Regions from separate parts of the Mus musculus genome. Here all the other regions are linked to region 2. The links are chromatin contacts, called in public HiChIP or PLAC-seq maps. All regions are on one chromosome and are shown on one strand. Each heading gives the region's core, a stretch centred on a gene start, on an enhancer-like site or on the middle of the called end of the contact. The rest is flanking DNA. Distances are from core to core; before and after follow the strand shown. Region 1 overlaps Gm29976 (a long non-coding RNA gene). Region 2 has its middle 7.9 kb from the start of Cfap161. Region 3 overlaps Arnt2 (aryl hydrocarbon receptor nuclear translocator 2).

Region 1 (2,700 bases), core at 116-2,615, 440 kb after region 2:
CAAGCCTAGGGAAGGGAAAGAGCAGAGAACTGTTTGTGCTCAGCATCTATCACTACTACTCTCTCTCTCTCTTTCTTCCTTCCTTTCTTTCTTTCCTTCCTTTCTTTCCTTTCTTTCCTTTCTTTCCTTCTTTCTTTCCTTTCTTTCCTTCTTTCTTCTTAAGATTTATTTATTTTATGTGTATGAGTACACTGTTGCTATCTTCAGACACACCAGGAGAGGGCATCAGATCCCATTATAGATTGTTGTGAGCCACCATGTAGTTGCTGGGAATTGAACTCAGGACCTCTGGAAGAGCAGTCAGTGCTCTTAACCGCTGAGCCATCTCTCCAGCTCCCTATTACCCCTGTCTTAATTGCACTGTGCTCTCACCTAGAGGGTTTGCGCTTTCCTCATTGCATTTGACAAGATGCCATATGTATCCATTACTTATCTTCTTACTGAGACAAAACACTTGATCAAAACATCTTAGGGAAGGAAAGATTTATTTGGGCTCATAGTTCAAAGGAATCTTGGGGGAAAGGCATAGCAGCAGGAGCTTGAGACAGCTGGTCACATAGTGTCCACAGGAAGCGCAGAGCTGGCTCGTATCCAGTGCAGGTGCCCAGCCTATGGGATGGCACTGTCCACAGTTAAGGTGAGTCTTCTCACCCTGGCTAAGCTTCTGGATGACCTCTCATGAGCATGCCTGGAGCTCTGTTTCCTGGGGGAGTCTAGATTCTGTCAAGTGAGCAATCAGTAGTATCCATCATCCCATATTACTTTGCTCAGTCTGTCACTCTCTCCAGTTCCAACCATGATCCAGTCATCTCCAGTCACAATATAAGATGACACTGTGTCCATTAGTAACATCTGTACCTAGCAGACATATACTGATGTTGCAAAAAGGTGTTTGCTTCAGCAGTGTGCAAGCCTGGTCTTGTATTTCCTACTATCTCTAATCAGCCCTTGCCTTTGTCACCTCTGGCCCTGCTCTTAGAGGTATAATCTGAGTGACCAGGTTTTTGTCAGGTGAGAAGATTGAAGAGGCACCCCAGAGAAAGTGAGGGCTTTTAATCCCTTGTGACCACTTTGCCAAGCCTGTTCAATTTGCCCAGTGATACTCTAAGTTTTCCTGAGTTCCCCTCCTCTTTCCCTTTGTCAGTATCTGAATGGTGAAGCCACAGAGGAGCAACAAGAGCAATTTCTGCATCTCAAAGACACCAGCCACCTGCCTGCTCTGGCTTACTCAAATCTAATCTAAAAATCTTTCTGTGGTCCAAACAAAGAGCAGCCTCCTGAAGCTGCCTTGCATGCATCTGGCTTGAGCACAAACAGAGGCAGGAAGACTGGGGCCTGACACAGTACCTTCCAGTTTCTAGGGACAGGAAGAAGGAAGTAGGTTTCAATTCACTGCTTTCCATCTGCTCTGTGATCTCTCAGAGGAGTGAGTTTGACAATGTCCTGTCCCTGCCCTGGAATTCTCTAGCTCTGAGCTCACACATCAGGGGACATCTGTGTCTCTTGATGTCAAGTCTTGGTGGCATTTGAATTTGGGTAGCCTTTCTTATGAGGCTCCTTATGCATTGTGTGGCCATTCAACAGGAAAGTGGTGAACTTACCCTTTAGAGTTGGGAACAATGCCATCTGCCTGTGAGAGGTAGGTATTAGTGTGTCCACTTGGTATCAAGGTATCAAGTGGGGCCACTTGTCATGTGCAGCTTCATAAGTGCTAGTTGCTGAGAGGGAGATAAGCCTGATACAATCTTTCCAGGATTCTTTTTCTTTTAAAGATCAACTTGTGCATGCACCTTACAGAAGCCTGTTTAAGCAGCTCTGGGCATGCAGAGGAAATGGACCCAGATGCATACTATTTATCTAGAAACCGAACTCTTCTTGGGCCCCCAGCACTGCTGAATCGAGAAAAGCTGACACTGTTCATGCCAGGTCACCTCTGGTTAGAGATTGAGTCTCCCAGGTAACTGCACAGTCCTTTGAAAAGTCCTTTTCTTCTCAAGAATGACCCAAGTTCTGAGGCAGAGAGAAAGGATGGAGAAGAAATTTTAACCCCAAATTAATGGGTGTTTGGTCTGAGATCTTCTATGGAGCTACTAATTTTAATCATCTCTGATCATTTGGGGGGCATTGCCATAACTGTTGTTCAGTAGACATTCTTTACTTGTGCAGATTTTAATTTCATGCCCAAATTGATCAGAAAGTTCAGGAAGTTTCCATATAACTCCTGTATGTATCCACTTGCTGCATGGTCTGCTAGCTCATTTGATGAAGCAGTGGCACTTTTGTTACACTGGATGAGCCTGCATTGACACATCATAATCACAGTCTATGTGTTTTCATAAATGTGTAATGGCATGTTCCCAACATTGTTGTATCACACATGATAGCTTCACTGCTCTGATATTCTCCGTGAGTCCCACTTGCTCATCTCTGCTCCTTCTTAAACTCTGATCTCTTCTATTTATCCATACTTTTTCCTTTTCCAGAATATGAAATGATCGGAGACATACAGCACAACGCCTTTTCAGCTCACTTCAACCACCTACTAAGACGCTTTAAGTCTCCTCCATATCTTCTCACGACTCAATGGCTCATTTCTTCCTAGTATATAGTGATGTTCCATTGTCTGGATGCACCACAGTATATGCACCAATCCTCCTCTTGGAGAGCACCTGGATTGGTTCCCAGTCTGGGAAACAATGA
Region 2 (2,725 bases), core at 122-2,621:
TGGGTAGCTATGCACCTTCAGTGAACAACAGTGACTGGAGTTGTGGAAAAACAGCACGTACTGTACTGCAGTTGGACCCAAGAAAGCTTCAAAGAAGGAAGCTGAGTAATTTCTAGGTGTAACATGTGCTTTGAATCACCCGCTGTGAACTAGCCACAGTTCTACAAATAGTGTCAATGGGACAGAAGGTGCAACTGGGGCTCACACAAGGGCCCTGATCCCTGCGGAGAAAACATTGCCCTGAACGGGGATTTTTTTTTTCCCCCAGAAAAAATACAAAGCACCAGGCAATGAGGCCAACTAGCTGAATCCAGTCTAGAGATGTGGAGGGTACTGGACTTTGAAGATGGTTTTGATGCCTGAGAATAAGTTACAGGAGGAAGGGTATTGAAGAGATAAATTCTAAGAGAAGAAACAGTGAGGTTGATAGTGACCTCTCAGACTTGGCTTCTCTTAGAGCATGCAATGAAATATTATTTACAGGAGAGGAACCTGAGACAATTAAACAGTCATTTTATAAATGTGTGTGCGTGTACATGTGCATGTGCGCGAGTGTGTGTGTGCGCGCGCGCGTGTGTGTTTTGAGACTAGGTATTGACTACACTAAATAACTCACTGAATAGGCAACGAAGACTTTGGCTTCTGCATCTCCTTGCCTCTATCCTTCTTGTTCTGGGATTACAAGCATGAACTACCAACCCAGTTTTCTGTGGTGCTGGGGATTATACTCAGGGATCCATGTATGCTAGGCAAATAACCTATCAACATCTCTGATATGCAGCTGGCTTCCATCTCAGTGTTCTTCAGGGCGAGGGACCATTAGTTTCAGACACACCATTTGGAAATAGAGACACACTTGTAAACTGGAGTCTCCTTTTCTTTAAAAATAAGCATAAATTAATTATGCATTAAACATAATGGTTTCACGATGACATTTCCATTCATGCATGTATAGTATGTGATCATATTCCTCTTCTGTTATCTTCCCTTGTCCTCTTTCCCCCATCTCACCGATCCCCTTCCCCTTCTCAACTAGTCCCCTTTATACTCTCATGTCCTCTTCTGGGGATGGAGTGACCCAATGATTTCCACTGGGATTCCTCACAGGGACATGCATATGGGTTTATATACAGGAGCATGGGTGCCTCTCCATTCTCCCAGCAACCACTTCTTCTTATAGATCTTTTGGGAGAGGATAGGCCTATTGAATCCCATTTCCCTAACAACTACCAAATGCCTATAGAGCCTTAAGGAGAAGTGGGGCCTTATGAGCCCTCTCCAAGTGGGACCCGGCAAGCAGTCCTGAAGCTTTCCTCAGTCCTGCCCTGGAGTTTTGTTTAGGGATAACACGCTATATCTATGATTTGTCACAAGAGGGCAGAATTGTCCAATTATGAAATCAAATCTATTTCTGAAGACTCAGGAAAGACCTGGTTCCGCTTAGCTGACTTTTGGTTGAGACTACACCAAGGAGCGTCCAACACAGACATCTAGAAGCTGCAAGCATCTGCGGCGTGAGGTGCCAGGTAGCTGTGAGGAGAACCCTGGCACCTGTGCTTGCCCAGACGCAGTGTCTTCATAACAACAAGCAGAAGCAGCTGCTGTGCCAAGGTGTTTCACACACCTCCTGACACACAGATCCCAACAACCACAAGACACAGGTTTTCACATATCTTACTTTACACATGAGGCAACAGAACCAGAGTTTGTGACTTTACTCAACGTCACAGTGCAGGTAAGTTCTGCCCCTTGAGTCAAGGACACCTGACTCAGAGTCAGGGATTTAAGACACAAAACTAGAGTAGTAACAATACCAGACTGAAAACTACACACTAATGTGCCTGAGGTCTGTGATTGCTATGAAAATAGAAAGCCACATTTTCCTGTTTTCTCTCCCCCCCCCCCCTTCACTCTTGAGTTTCAGTTCTGGCTCTTAGGATGCCTTGGGCACTTCCCAGAACTTCTCTGTATTTGTCAGTGAAGTAAAGCAAACCCTAGCTTTTCCTACTAGACTAAGGGAAGAGGAAAAGCACGCTGTCTGGGGAACTGAGTCTCTGATACCCTTGTTCAGCTACTACCCTAGAGCTCTGTAAGCACCTCACAGCTCTGTAAACACACGAACGAAGGCCCTGTATGCCCAACACTTAGAAATTCTGTATCTAAATAATAGTGATGGTGATGATGGTGGTGGTGGAGGAGGAGGAGAGAGAATGGAATCAACAGCTTATCTTTACTACATAGTGAATGTGACCATCTATGTATGAAATACTTATATTTTTGTGAAGCAATAAAGACTAGGTTTCTTGACCAGGGAGGTGGGATGAGTGGGTTGGTGGGAGACAGAGGCATTTCTGTGAAACTGGGGTTCGCTGAGGGAGCAAACTCTGAGCTGCATGCGAGTCACCCTAGCCTCCGTTGCTCATCGGGAGAAGCATGTGGCTTTCCGTTGCCCAGTTCTACAGCATGGCTCCAGAGGCTCAGATTGGCCCATGTATCTATACTGTGCTGCAGGCCCTGATGACTCTTCACTGTGATAAGATTGAAGTTTCTATCTCAACTCATTTGAGGCAAACCATAACACCACCGCCTAATTATAATATATCTATTTCTTGTATGCAATTCAGGTTTGCCTCGCCTCTGCTTGAATAGGGGGAAAAAGAAGTTTGAAATACATTTTCAATGATTTAGAAGACACTGTTCCTCTGTAGCTCTGGGGCCTCTCTGA
Region 3 (2,820 bases), core at 2-2,501, 450 kb before region 2:
CTGACAGGCTCATTCTAAAAAACAAAACTATTCTTTCTGGTCACTCACACTTCACAGGGCTTCCTCCAGTATTTGCCCCTCAGCTTATTCTGTCAGGAAGGAGGAGGCCTGTTTGATAGGGACGTGCCATTCAGGAGTGTAGAGCCCTTGAGAGGCACTAAGATGGGAGAAATGGCAGAATGTGACAGCCAGGTCCCCCAGTCTTAGGTTCCCAGAACCACATGATGAATTTTTTTTAAGTATCCTGTCCGTTGGGTATTTCAGCTGAGAGTGGACAGAGTGGCGGGCAGTTCCAGGGCCGGCCCTCGGAGGTCTGGTCCCAGTGGCAGAGCCAGCATCACGGACAGCAGAGCGGTGAGCAGCACTCGCATCAGCAGCCTGGCCAGACTGAAGTGTTCCAGGTAAATCCAGCGAGCAGCGCCTTCTCGTAGGTGTAGGTACCTGCGCCTTCTCTGCTTCCTTATGCCTCTTTCTGCACCTCTGCCTGCCCTGCCCGGTAGCCAGCAAGAGATCCCACCAGCCTGCAGTATGGGGAGCCCACAAGTAGAAGGAAGGTCTTGCCCTGCCTAGCCAAAGCCTTCAGATACACAGGAAAGGCACAGGGGCCGTCAGCCTTTCAGCTGTACTCTCACAGCAGAGGCTGCATCCTGGATCATACACCCAAAGTTATCCAGTACAGATGTATGGAGCGAAATACAGAAGGGGGGCTTACCCTGGAGCAGGGCCCATGCCCATCTAAGAGCTAAAGACCCTCAGGGCTCACCATGGGCAATATACACAGCCTCCCAGAGCTGCAGGTACCTAGGGGCTTGATTGCCTCAGCCTGTCATCTCTCCACTATGGCAACCAGGAAGAGGGACTCCCATCCCCAGACCCTTAGCCCACGGCAGCTGGGCCAGTGCTCAACTCTCTAGGCTAAGGGTCTAAGGCTACTTCCAGACCTCCACTACTAAAGACTTGCCTTGCTGTTCTCAAATCCTAACACTGACCAATCTTAGTATGCTGGTGACAAGGACATGACCTTACCTATCATATAGGACTCAGCCTCCCAGGTTTTCCTGGAACATTGTAAGTGCAGGTATGAGCCTATTAAATCCCCTCAGCTAGAGGTGGGCCTGCCCACCCAGTCTTTTAGCAGCAGCCCAGACTCCACTGGGGGACTCCCAGAGAGCAGACAAAATAACTGACCTTCCACTCTGGGATGGCATCACCCCGACAGGCCACTGTGCCCAAACCACAAATGCTCAGACTCCTGCTTGGTCGGCGGTCATATGGCTGTCCAGTCATAATTTCTGTTGTAGCTTCTGCTTGCCCAGCCAGGGGAGGGGGTGGGGCTCTTTCCACCCTTGGGCCCGGTTTAGCTTCAGAAAAAGGTTTGTATTCTAGCGCTGTCTACCTTCAGCATAACACTCCCCAGAAGAGCAATTCCCAGCAGGGTCGGGTATTGAAGCCCTCTGAAGAGCAGCCCTGTATACAAGGCTGTGCAAAGGAACACCTGCTCACTAGAGAGATGGTCAAGGGGATCAGTCAGTGGCAGGCTGGACTCCGGGACAAGGGCAGGCTCTGGGTGAGGTCACTGACCCCTGGGACTTTCTGTTCTTCTCCTCTCCAGGACATGCTACCCATGCCGGGCGACCCGACGCAGGGGACTGGCAACTATAACATCGAGGACTTTGCTGACCTGGGCATGTTCCCTCCATTTTCTGAGTAGCTTCAGGCAAAGCCAGGCTTCTACTGCCCAGACGCTATTATCATGCCATAGATGCCCATGTTCAAAGAGGGTCCCCCTCACCCAGCTTGCCCTGCTGTAGAACCCCCAGAAATCTCCCTTATTCCCCATCCTCCCTGGACATGGCATCACCTGGCTCTAACCCACAGCCCTGGCTTCTTGGGTTTGGGATCTTTGTATTTATTGTACTTTATCTGTGTGCTCGGAAGGGGGCCGCCAGGGTCTTAAATCCCATTGTGAATAATCTATTAATGGACAATTTGCACCCATCAAGTGTTTGCTTGATCCACAATGGCTGGCAGTACCAGCAGGTCTGCCTGGTGCAGAAGCTGGGTTTCTTTCTGCTTTTTCACGGCTGCTGCCTCGGAGGCTTGGTGTCAGAGTGAAAGGCAGTGACCTCTGCATTCTGTGCTGGAGCCAGGAGCACAGGATGGGAGTCTCCCACACTAGCTGTCCTTGACGGCCTGGGGCCAGGTGTGCTTTAAACCTGAGAATCAACGTTGTGGCTTGGTAGATGTACTGTGGCGTGTTGGTGTGTGTGGCCAGTGAGAGTGAGAAGCCGTCCCCATTCAGCTGCATTTCAAAGGAAAGCGTGACTGGGGCCTGGGAGCTGGGCTGACTCCCTGGAAGCCAGGGCTGGGGAGCTGCCCACTCTGTAGTCAGTTCTTTGGTCCCCTGCCCTTTTACAGACATACTTTACTTCTTAAAGTCTCTAGTCCTTCTGTCCTATGCGAGCACTCACGCTTCTCTTACTAAGCCTGAGGGACAGTGTCCTGATTCCATAAAGGTCACTGCATCCTCCCTGCTCTGCATCTGAGCAGAGCTGTTTTCTGCCCAGCGCCTTCAGAAAGTCAGACCCAGTCCTCCTCTGTACAGGGTTAGGATACCTCGACTCTAAGTGTCCCTGACACCTTCTGCTCAGTAACTTGGAAAGAAGATGGGGCCACACTCTGGGTGGAAAAGGGTGCCTTGGGCCACCTGAACCTCTGTCCTCATCAGGCAGGAGAGGCAAGGGTACCTCAGGGCAGACACAGCCAGGCGCCTGTGAGGCCAGAGACTCTGTTCTGCCCAAGCTTCTACAAAGACCTGAA

Evidence for each region. HiChIP or PLAC-seq counts read pairs in DNA pulled down with a chosen protein or histone mark.
Region 1: an H3K27ac HiChIP or PLAC-seq map of large pre-B cells shows a contact between it and region 2, with 2.9 times the contacts expected there. The contact joins two enhancer-like sites. A contact is called at or near these places in 1 of 484 Hi-C or Micro-C datasets (cerebellum) and 1 of 115 datasets of contacts at active chromatin or transcription factors (large pre-B cells).
Region 3: a contact with region 2 is called in an H3K4me3 HiChIP or PLAC-seq map of bone marrow-derived macrophages, with 6 times the contacts expected there. The contact joins two enhancer-like sites. A contact is called at or near these places in 2 of 39 promoter capture datasets (embryonic stem cells and pre-B cells) and 1 of 115 datasets of contacts at active chromatin or transcription factors (bone marrow-derived macrophages).

The regions. Positions count from the first base shown.
Region 1 is chr7:83,360,541-83,363,240 of GRCm38.p6, reverse strand. All of the region lies in intron 1 of Gm29976 (a long non-coding RNA gene), which reads left to right. Among named protein-coding and RNA genes, the nearest start is that of Gm29976, 21 kb to the left of the region's middle. Within about 2 kb of position 1,365, at least 16 of the 459 cell types and tissues checked have an H3K27ac peak or open chromatin away from gene starts, as enhancers often do.
Region 2 is chr7:83,801,382-83,804,106 of GRCm38.p6, reverse strand. No RefSeq gene overlaps it. Among named protein-coding and RNA genes, the nearest start is that of Cfap161, 7.9 kb to the right of the region's middle. Within about 2 kb of position 1,371, at least 40 of the 459 cell types and tissues checked have an H3K27ac peak or open chromatin away from gene starts, as enhancers often do. A contact at or near this core is called in bone marrow-derived macrophages, where this site is marked.
Region 3 is chr7:84,248,947-84,251,766 of GRCm38.p6, reverse strand. It overlaps Arnt2 (aryl hydrocarbon receptor nuclear translocator 2), which reads left to right. Exons shown (of 19, transcript NM_007488.3): 18 at 265-401; 19 at 1,613-2,820. The coding sequence ends at 1,711. All of the region lies in intron 2 of Gm26708 (predicted gene, 26708), which reads right to left. All of the region lies in intron 2 of LOC117997403 (a long non-coding RNA gene), which reads right to left. Among named protein-coding and RNA genes, the nearest start is that of Gm26708, 17 kb to the right of the region's middle. Within about 2 kb of position 1,251, at least 13 of the 459 cell types and tissues checked have an H3K27ac peak or open chromatin away from gene starts, as enhancers often do. A contact at or near this core is called in bone marrow-derived macrophages, where this site is marked.